Regions from separate parts of the Sus scrofa genome. Here all the other regions are linked to region 3. The links are chromatin contacts, called in public Hi-C maps. All regions are on one chromosome and are shown on one strand. Each heading gives the region's core, a stretch centred on a gene start, on an enhancer-like site or on the middle of the called end of the contact. The rest is flanking DNA. Distances are from core to core; before and after follow the strand shown. Region 1 overlaps DST (dystonin). Region 2 overlaps DST (dystonin). Region 3 overlaps COL21A1 (collagen alpha-1(XXI) chain).

Region 1 (2,735 bases), core at 163-2,662, 320 kb after region 3:
GAAAAGGAATGGATGGATGTACAGATGTCCACGTAATCCTTCTCTGTAAGTCAACTATACGCTTTTACAGAGCAGGGGGAATTACCTCTGAGGACCCTTATTATCATCTTACATGTGGACGGTGTTTGTATCATCTCCGTGATGAAAAGAAAAAGGGCCAACTTCAAGCGCAGCTCAGAAGCTCACAAAATGCCAAGGGAACACTAAGACAGAGATTCTCAATCCTGGGGGTACATACGAATCACCCCAGAGAGTAACATGCTACGCAAGTGTGCCATTTCCCAAACTAACCTCGAGCTTACCATTACCTAATTAACCGAATGGTCTTTAGAAAGCTACACACCTTCGGTGTCTTAATAATACTATGTTATTTATATATATATATATATATATATATACACACACACACATATCTTTATAATAGGAGGCAACTACATCTGGGAATTTTTTGGCAAGAGACACCCTTACAATATCTCACTATTTCTGTAGTTCGGTTTTTGTAATGATCACTGTCTCATGTTATGCTGAACCGAACGCAAGTTTGAGACTCACGGTCTTGACACAGATGTTCTTCACACAGCAGACACACAATAAATGTGATCGCTGAGTACAGGTCGGAATAAAACTTTTTGAAGACAAAGGAAAGGTCCCCCGAAGGTGACCTGAAAAGATTTCTTTTTGAAACGGGCTTATCCTTATCTCAGAGGAACGGTGACGGGCACTAGGCCACATGAGGAAAAGGGGAAAATGACAGTGCTTTACCTGTTCTTATTTCCAGGGCTCTCTAACTTCATGTGCTTTCATCAGACTGCATAACACAACATCCACGTTCAAGTTCAAACAAAATGTTCTATTTTTAGGAGGGGGGAGGGAGGAGGGAGCTGGTCACGGTCACTGCACGGCCAATAGGCTAAGCCACTTCTAAAGCCGCGTCTGGCCAAAGAAAGGACCTCAGCCTGTCCCCCATTATCCTGGGGTCACAACCCTGCGGTCAGTGAGACCACCGGTGGAAGCAAGCGGCCCAGAAGGCGACGCCTCGAATTTTCTGATGATGCCAACACAGACATCATTCATTTTCTTCCCTGCTTTTTAGAAATTATCATGTTTCGAGCCGTGATTGATACGAAGATGCCTGACATTATAAAACAGCTTGTGGGAACACCCTTCTTTTACCCACATCCTCACCCCAAGGGCTGATGTCACTTTACAAACAGAATGATACAAAAACCCAAATTCAAAACAGTTGGGAGAATTGGGAGGCGGGGTGTGCGCTTTGCGTGGCATGTGGTAGGAACACAAAAGTTGGAAAATATAAAGTAACAGTGTTTCCATAGCTCCCTGTGTACACAAGGAGGCCAGTGACTGTGTGTCTTTAAGGGCAGGGGCAGATTTCATGCACATATGTGCTAATACCCACGTAGGAAGGGGGCGATCAAACTTCCCCACTGTGCTGTTTAAAGGAAACTCAAGGGCAAAATCTATACTAGGTTTAGTACAGAATTACCTCCTGCAAGGCACCTGGTCTGTGGAGGAAACGACAAGGAAGACAGCTGGGAACAACTGAAATGCCAATGTTTGGCCCTGATGTGGTTTAGATTGTAGAAGATTTGCAGTTTTCATTCTGTAGGTGTTAACAATTAACCCTGGAATCATAACCAGAAGATCCCCGGAGAGTAAACATAGTCCTGCCACCTGACCAATGTCAAGGGCAACTGACATTGTTAAATTTAAGATAGGTTCACGCTGGATAGACAGCCTTTTTTCTCTAGTGAGGAAGAAACACGCAATCAGCTAAGAAAGTTGAAAAAGCGCTTGAGTGATACACATAGACACAACGTGCTTTGCTCACTCAGACCCACCTTGTGCTGGGCCAGCTGGGTTTTGATTTTGTCTGGGTCGTTGGCAATTTCCAGCTCAGCATCCAAAGACTTTTCTGACTCTTCCAACCATTCCATAAGCTTACTCCAGGCTTCATGGAACTGTAAAAGAAACCCACACCTTCGTACACGAAATTTTCAGACGTACCCACTGTATCAGAAATCTAGTACATTTTAAACAGAAATCAGTAACTGGAAATGTTAAAAATTATTAATTCAAAAATTTCCCTAAAGAAGAAAAAGGAAGACTATTTTTTCTTTGCTTTTTCCTTTTTAGAGCCACACCTGCGGCATATAGAAGTTTCCAGGCTCAGGGTCAAACTGGAGCGGCAGCTGCCGGCCTACGCCACAGCTTGGGGCGACACCAGATCCTTAACCCACTGATAGAGGCCAGGGATCGAACCAGTGTCCTCACAGACACTGAGCTACAACAGGAACTCACAAAGCACTATTTTCATCAGCAGATTACAAAACGTCTTGTTAGGGCTTGGCTTCTGTGGCCAAGACCCATGGTCACTTTATTGTAACTCATTCAAATGCATCAACTTTAGCAAAAATAGAAATGGCCCTAGAAGCAGTTAGGGCACAGCAGGTAGAAAGGCTGACCCTTTCTTTTGTTTAATAAGTAACAGAAACTCTTAGAGAATTCCTTTTTTTGGCTTGGTATTGTCTCCTGACAGATCTGGGTTTACATCTAAGGTGTTTAATTCCTAGGTTAAGAAAGAGATTTCAGAAAGGGGGGGGGATAAAGTCTGAAAATTCCTTTTCACGAAAAGAGGCTGTTACATTCCTATTTAATGCAAAGCTAGTTCCACATCTTTAGGGCTGCTATCAAAATCCTCAAATCAACGCCTGTGC
Region 2 (2,947 bases), core at 17-2,516, 380 kb after region 3:
CACACGTCTTAAGAGACGAAGCATTTAAGGCCATCAGCAGGGCACCAGTGGAAATGCAACCACCCCTCCACTGGTTGTTTGAGAAGGATTCTCAAAAATAAAGTGCATCAAGGACAGAGATCTGTCCTTCTCCTGCCCCACGCCCCCAAGTTCCCTTTCACACACTCCAGAACACAGAAAAAAGAAAACAAATACACACTTAACGGTGGTTCAAACACTCAGAACGTTCTTTTGTCAGTCCATTTCCCTTGTTATTCTAATTCTGCGTCTGAGAGTTCCAGATTAAAATTTCCAAAGGAGCGAGCATCTCGATGGGCTGAATGTTCATTTCAGCGGCCCTCTGGCAAACTGGAACCCGCTTAAAGATGGCTTGCAAAACTCCATCCCTTTTATAAATAAACCAAGGTTCAGAAACTTAAAAGACAAACCGCGGCAACCATGTACTGTTCAGATGAAGGCACAGAACAAGTCTTCGGAGAAAAATAAGTTAAGTCAAGCGCTGCAAGAAAGTTAAAATTTCCTTTTACTCTTTTTGGGAGTAGCTATAAATAATCTCAATCCAAAAGGCAGTTTTTCTTCCCATATTAAGCTTCTTCGAGGCTATTCCCAACTATCCAAAGGGAGGGAAAATAGACTTTTGGACGGCCAGGCCAGCACAATCCAGCAACGGTTTAAAGTAAACAGAAAGCATGGTGGACTCTGAACTCCCCTTTTTTCAAAAAAAAAAAAAAAAAAAATCCATTTTCGGAGAGTTTTATCTGATCCTCCTTAAGACGACTTGTTCCACCTGAGGCAACTGCAGCCGAGAAGAACTCGGGGCTTCTTCCAAGGCGCGGGCAGCAGCAAGGAGGCCGGGGCTCCTCTGGCCGGGCCGGCGTCCCCGAGCCCGCGCGCTCCCCGGGGCGCATCTGCTCCGCGCGCCCCTTGCCACAGGGCCGGGGCTCCCGCTCCGCTGCTACGCACTCCCCAGGCCGGGCTCTGCAGGCATGGCCCCGACTCTGGCCCCGGCCCGTGAGCCTTTCAGGGGGAGGTGCCCCGAGGCTGCGCGCCGGCGAGGCCACCGCCCGCCGGTGACATCAGCGCCAGCCAGACCCCTCCTGGAAGGGGGAGCAGGCGGCTGGGGCTGGGCTCGGCTTGCAGACCTGCTCACCGGGGAGGGGAGGGGAGAGGAGGGCCGCCGGGGAGGGGCCAGCGAGCAGGGGCGGAAGCGACCCACGAATAGGACTAGGAACCAGGGACGGGGACCAGAGCTAGATCTGGTCACTGGGGAAAGCACACCCCAGCACGCTCTGGCGTGGACTCTCAGTGTTTGCTATCTGGATGCACAGTGCGTCTCCCTTCATCTCCCTTCCAAGTGGAATGCAGTGTCCTTCTTCCCCAAGCCCAAGTTCAAGGCGAGTCCACGATCCTTAAGGGTGCCGCACACATGTGAATATTACTAATAACCATGCAGTCCCCGTGGGTATGGCCAGGCTCAGGCAAAGATCAAGAGCAGTTAAGCAACTCTGGGTATAAGGAAACAAAATCACATCCACAGATTTTTATCTACTCAACAAACAGCCTATTAAAAGACTGAAAATAAATCTGGCAAGCCAAATCTTAGCCTTTGGGGGAGGGAGGGGCATTCATAGTTTTATTAAAAATAAGATCAAATCTATCCATTCTTTACGAAATAAGTACCAATGCCAGAATAGAAGACAGCAGGCAGATTTTCTTGCCTCAGTCTCACAAGATAATCATTTGGACATAAGTAAAACTGCTGACCCGAAGTGAAGACAGTTCTAGTAAAAACCGCAGTTCTAGTAAAAACCGCCGTATACTTTCTCTGATGACTTTACAGGCAAGAGGAGGGGAGGAACTTTCGTACTGTTCATGGGAGAGATTATTCCCAAATGATTTTTATAAACCTAAGAACGGAATTTAAAAAAAAAATCTATCTCCAGACACAACTCTGTGGGTAACATACCCACTCAACAAATTATTGAATGCCCCTCAGTAGGTGGCCATGATTAAGTTGGAAAAAAATATGTATAGCCATCTCTAAGGGAAAAGATCCATAGCAATACGATTATGCTGTGGCTCTCACCACGTCAATGCCCACTTTTCATAGCCAAGAAGTACTTCAACAAGCCCTGGATCCTGTGGTGTCTGAGCACACAGGCTGTTCTGACCTGCAGACTATAAGACAAAGAAAAAACGTGCCTACAGTTATCACGTATGAATGGTCAGGCACTAGGCAGGAATTAGCAGAGACTAAAGACCTGCCTGCCAACCTCCACTATCTTGACAGGTAAGAAAGCTACTTATTCATAGCTATGGGCATAATAAAATTTCCATGGAATGGGCAGGAGGGTGTTCCTTGAAACATCCTGAGACCCTCACAGAACCTTTCACAGGGAAGAATAGCCCTCATTCAGCCCACCTTAGGCTCTAACTCTGGGTCCCTAGTTCTATTCCATTCTATTCTATGCCATGTCATGCCATGCCAGTAACCTCACCATTGAGGTGAAGAGTACACCTGTAAAACTGCACAGATAATTCATTCATAAGTTCAACCGTCCATCACACAGGGCTCACTACCTGCCCACTGGCACGGTGAGCCCTCGCCGGTGTAGAGAGAGGCAGCGCCTCCTCTCCTGCACAACGTCAAGTGGAGAAGACGGAGCAGAGGGTGGGTGCAGTACGGCTGGGAAGCAGGAAGTGCCCTGGGAAAATGCCCTGTAAGGATGTGCCATGATTAAATTGCTGTGGGCCTATTTTATTAAACAGATTTCAACTAACACTACCAGTGATGATCCCAACAGATTCTGATTTGAGGTGGAATGTGTACTATTAATGCCCTATTGGTGTTTATGGCAGCAACTTGTATATTTATCTTGTTACCCAGAATCAGATTCCAAAGACCTCTCTGGATGACAGAAAAGAACTCGTACGCAGGGCAGAACTG
Region 3 (2,844 bases), core at 150-2,649:
ACTCAACTTGTCCACTCCCTATCATCTCATGGGCATTATTCCTTCCTTTAAAAGCCTTAAATAAGAAAGGCATAATGTGAACGCACATAATGATGATGTTTAACAATATTTATGTTAAACCTGTGAAAGAAGGCATGTTCCCACGTACGTGCTTCCTGCTTCATGGTGTCTGTTTCGGTTTTGCTTTCTTGGTTTCACCACTAGTCTCAAACTCTGTCATGGTAATTAAAAACCACTCTTGGAGTTCCTGTCGTGGCGCAGGGGAAAGGAATCTGACTAGGAACCATGAGGTTGCGGGTTCGATGCCTGGCCTTGCTCAGTGGGTTGAGGATCCGGCGTTGCTGTGACCTGTGGTGTGGGTGGCAGACCCGGCTCAGATCCCTTATGGCCGTGACTCAGCCATAGGCTGGCAGCTGTAGCTCCAACTGGGCCCCTAGCCTGGGAACCTCCATATGATTCAGGTGTGGCCGTAAAAAGACAAAAACATAAAATAAAATAAAATAAAATAAAAACCACTCTCTTCTGTGGAAACTAAGTTTTGTTCTCTTTGCTCACTCTGCCTACTCCTGAACTGCTGAATTTTATAGTAGATTTTTAAAGGCTAGACGGGAACTGAAAATCGGATGGAAAGAAACGTCTATCATTTGGTCTAGAAGAAAGGGGTGAAGGCCTCTGAGTTCCAAACTGAAAATAAAGTTCCATCCATCACATCAAGGGAAAAGCCCCTCTGTTCAGCTACACAGGATGGAGACGGTCTCGGGACCAGAGAGGATGCTCGGGAGCACCCAACTTTTACCAACACTAGAAAAACCAAATCAAAGCATCCTTCATGCCTTTATTACTCAAACTATGATAAAACATCCTTAAAACAGAGATAGAATTGGCCCACATTCACTATTTGCCTTCAGGTAGCTTAATTTTATGACAAGAGGTAATCTTTCAGGTCATGGATCTTTTCTCCAGGGACATAAATATTAATCTCATCATATAAGGGAGGCACTCATCATTCTTTGAAAACATTTCCAAATACATCATATCACACCTACCTTGAGCCCAGAAGCCCCCGGCAGTCCCTGGAGTCCAGGTTCACCTTTATTTCCCTGTCAAGGCATCACAACCATTTGAATTTTTAAAGGTTTAGTCACCAGATATCTGACATAGACCCTTCAAGGAATATAATTTAAATCGTTTCTACATTTTCAACTTTCCAAGAGCTTGAAACTTAGAATCTCTATGTGAGGCCTGCTTATTAAGAAAAATTCTTTTAAGCAAGGAAGTGCATGTGCATATTTATAAAGCTTTCTACAAGCCTGTTTTAGGCTGGCGGCTCCACTTAAGGAAAGAGATTCAAATCCTTAGGGACCAGCACTAACCACCAAGGTCTCGGTACTGCACGGGCTGGAGTCGTGTATTCAAACGGCATCCTCTAGGCTGGGAATCTCCATCTTTCCCTGATTCACTTTCTCTGTATGCAGTGAAGGAAAGAAAATTAGCCTCCAAAGCACAGTGGGATTTTGGAAGAAGCGTGCTTCAGAAAACGTTTAGTCTGTGCGATTTTTTTCCCTAGCAGTCTAGCTTCTAACGCAGTCCTTGCTCACAGAATCTTGGAGGCCAAGACCGGCTGACGGGGCAGAGAATGTAAGACAGGAAAAGGGGATCGGTTATTAAAAAAGAGGACACACCTCCTGGCTAATCAGGATAAACTGTCAGAGGTCGCTGGCTTTCAGATACACTTTGACAGCTGAAATCACAACCTTGTCAAGGTCTGGCAAAAGCCCGCAATGGAAGAGATTGGTGTGATGCCAGGAACGGGAGGTCAGTGGCCACCCAGAGCCAAGCTGGGCTCACTGGTCAGTAAAGGAAGCCAAATTCGTTTTCAACTCACATTGGGGGACATGTGACCATAATAGTTGGACTGACTTAAAGCATTCAGCACATAACAACATTATTGTACAATAGAACAGTGGCTGCTTAAATTTTCTAATTTTCCAAGTGATCAAGCTGAAACTCTCAGGGGCGACAGGACTTGCCAAAGGTTACAGGACTTGACTGTGTCAATATACCTTGACGTCACTTAGATAATATTTTACAAAACTGGAATTTAGTACGGTAGACTAACGGTTATCCAAAAAGGAGGTATCAGGAATTCCTGCCAACGTGCAGTGGGTTAAGAATCCTATTGCAGTGGCTCCGGTCTTTGCTGAGGCATGGGTTCAATCCCCAGCCCAGTGCAGTGCAGGATCCTTTTTCTTACCTTAGGTCCTGGTGTTCCGGGCTGACCTGGGGGCCCATCGCTTCCCATCAAGCCCTATATGTTAGTTGGGGATTGCAAGAGTAATTTAGAGAAGAATATTAAATCCATTTCAGGTTGTAAATTCCCATAATAATGAATCCACTAAAATATAATGCAACATATGTTTGCATATAATGCAAACTTCCTATACACATCCAAATAAAGGAAAATAAAGAATCAACTATGGAAGATAGCGTGAAGGCCAGCAAAGCCCTTACAACTTGGTTGCTCAATTCACCTACCAAAAAAATTATTGGAGAGCTAGTAAAAGACAAATGTAAAGAAAAGTTTATTTTTTTCTGCACTCTCACTTTCTTCCTTTCGTCACAATGGCTAAGAATTAGATTTCTTCGTAGATGTTATCTTGCAATTTTACTTACATTTTCTATTTTCTTGAGTAATATTTTGAAAAGGTTAAAATCTAATAAATTCTCTGAAAATAATAATCTCTCTTCAAGTTACAGGTGGCTATATTTTAAACTAACCATATGATTCAAATTAAGTCAATGATAACTATTTCAACAAGGAAATGATTTAATTTAGATCCCATT

Evidence for each region. A called contact is a pair of places that touch in the nucleus more often than the background predicts.
Region 1: a contact with region 3 is called in a Hi-C map of liver, with 2.8 times the contacts expected there. The contact joins two enhancer-like sites. A contact is called at or near these places in 3 of 47 Hi-C or Micro-C datasets (embryonic fibroblasts and liver).
Region 2: a contact with region 3 is called in a Hi-C map of liver, with 4 times the contacts expected there. The contact joins two enhancer-like sites. A contact is called at or near these places in 2 of 47 Hi-C or Micro-C datasets (liver and skeletal muscle).

Annotation. Positions count from the first base shown.
Region 1 is chr7:29,265,093-29,267,827 of Sscrofa11.1, reverse strand. It overlaps DST (dystonin), which reads right to left. Exons shown (of 101, transcript XM_021098579.1): 85 at 1,860-1,979. Among named protein-coding and RNA genes, the nearest start is that of COL21A1, 150 kb to the left of the region's middle. Within about 2 kb of position 1,412, at least 5 of the 83 cell types and tissues checked have an H3K27ac peak or open chromatin away from gene starts, as enhancers often do. A contact at or near this core is called in liver, where this site is marked.
Region 2 is chr7:29,206,765-29,209,711 of Sscrofa11.1, reverse strand. All of the region lies in intron 61 of DST (dystonin), which reads right to left. Among named protein-coding and RNA genes, the nearest start is that of COL21A1, 210 kb to the left of the region's middle. Within about 2 kb of position 1,266, at least 46 of the 83 cell types and tissues checked have an H3K27ac peak or open chromatin away from gene starts, as enhancers often do. A contact at or near this core is called in liver, where this site is marked.
Region 3 is chr7:29,587,111-29,589,954 of Sscrofa11.1, reverse strand. COL21A1 (collagen alpha-1(XXI) chain) reads right to left here. Exons shown (of 30, transcript XM_013977769.1): 20 at 2,255-2,308; 21 at 1,047-1,100. Among named protein-coding and RNA genes, the nearest start is that of RPS18, 50 kb to the left of the region's middle. Within about 2 kb of position 1,399, at least 5 of the 83 cell types and tissues checked have an H3K27ac peak or open chromatin away from gene starts, as enhancers often do. A contact at or near this core is called in liver, where this site is marked.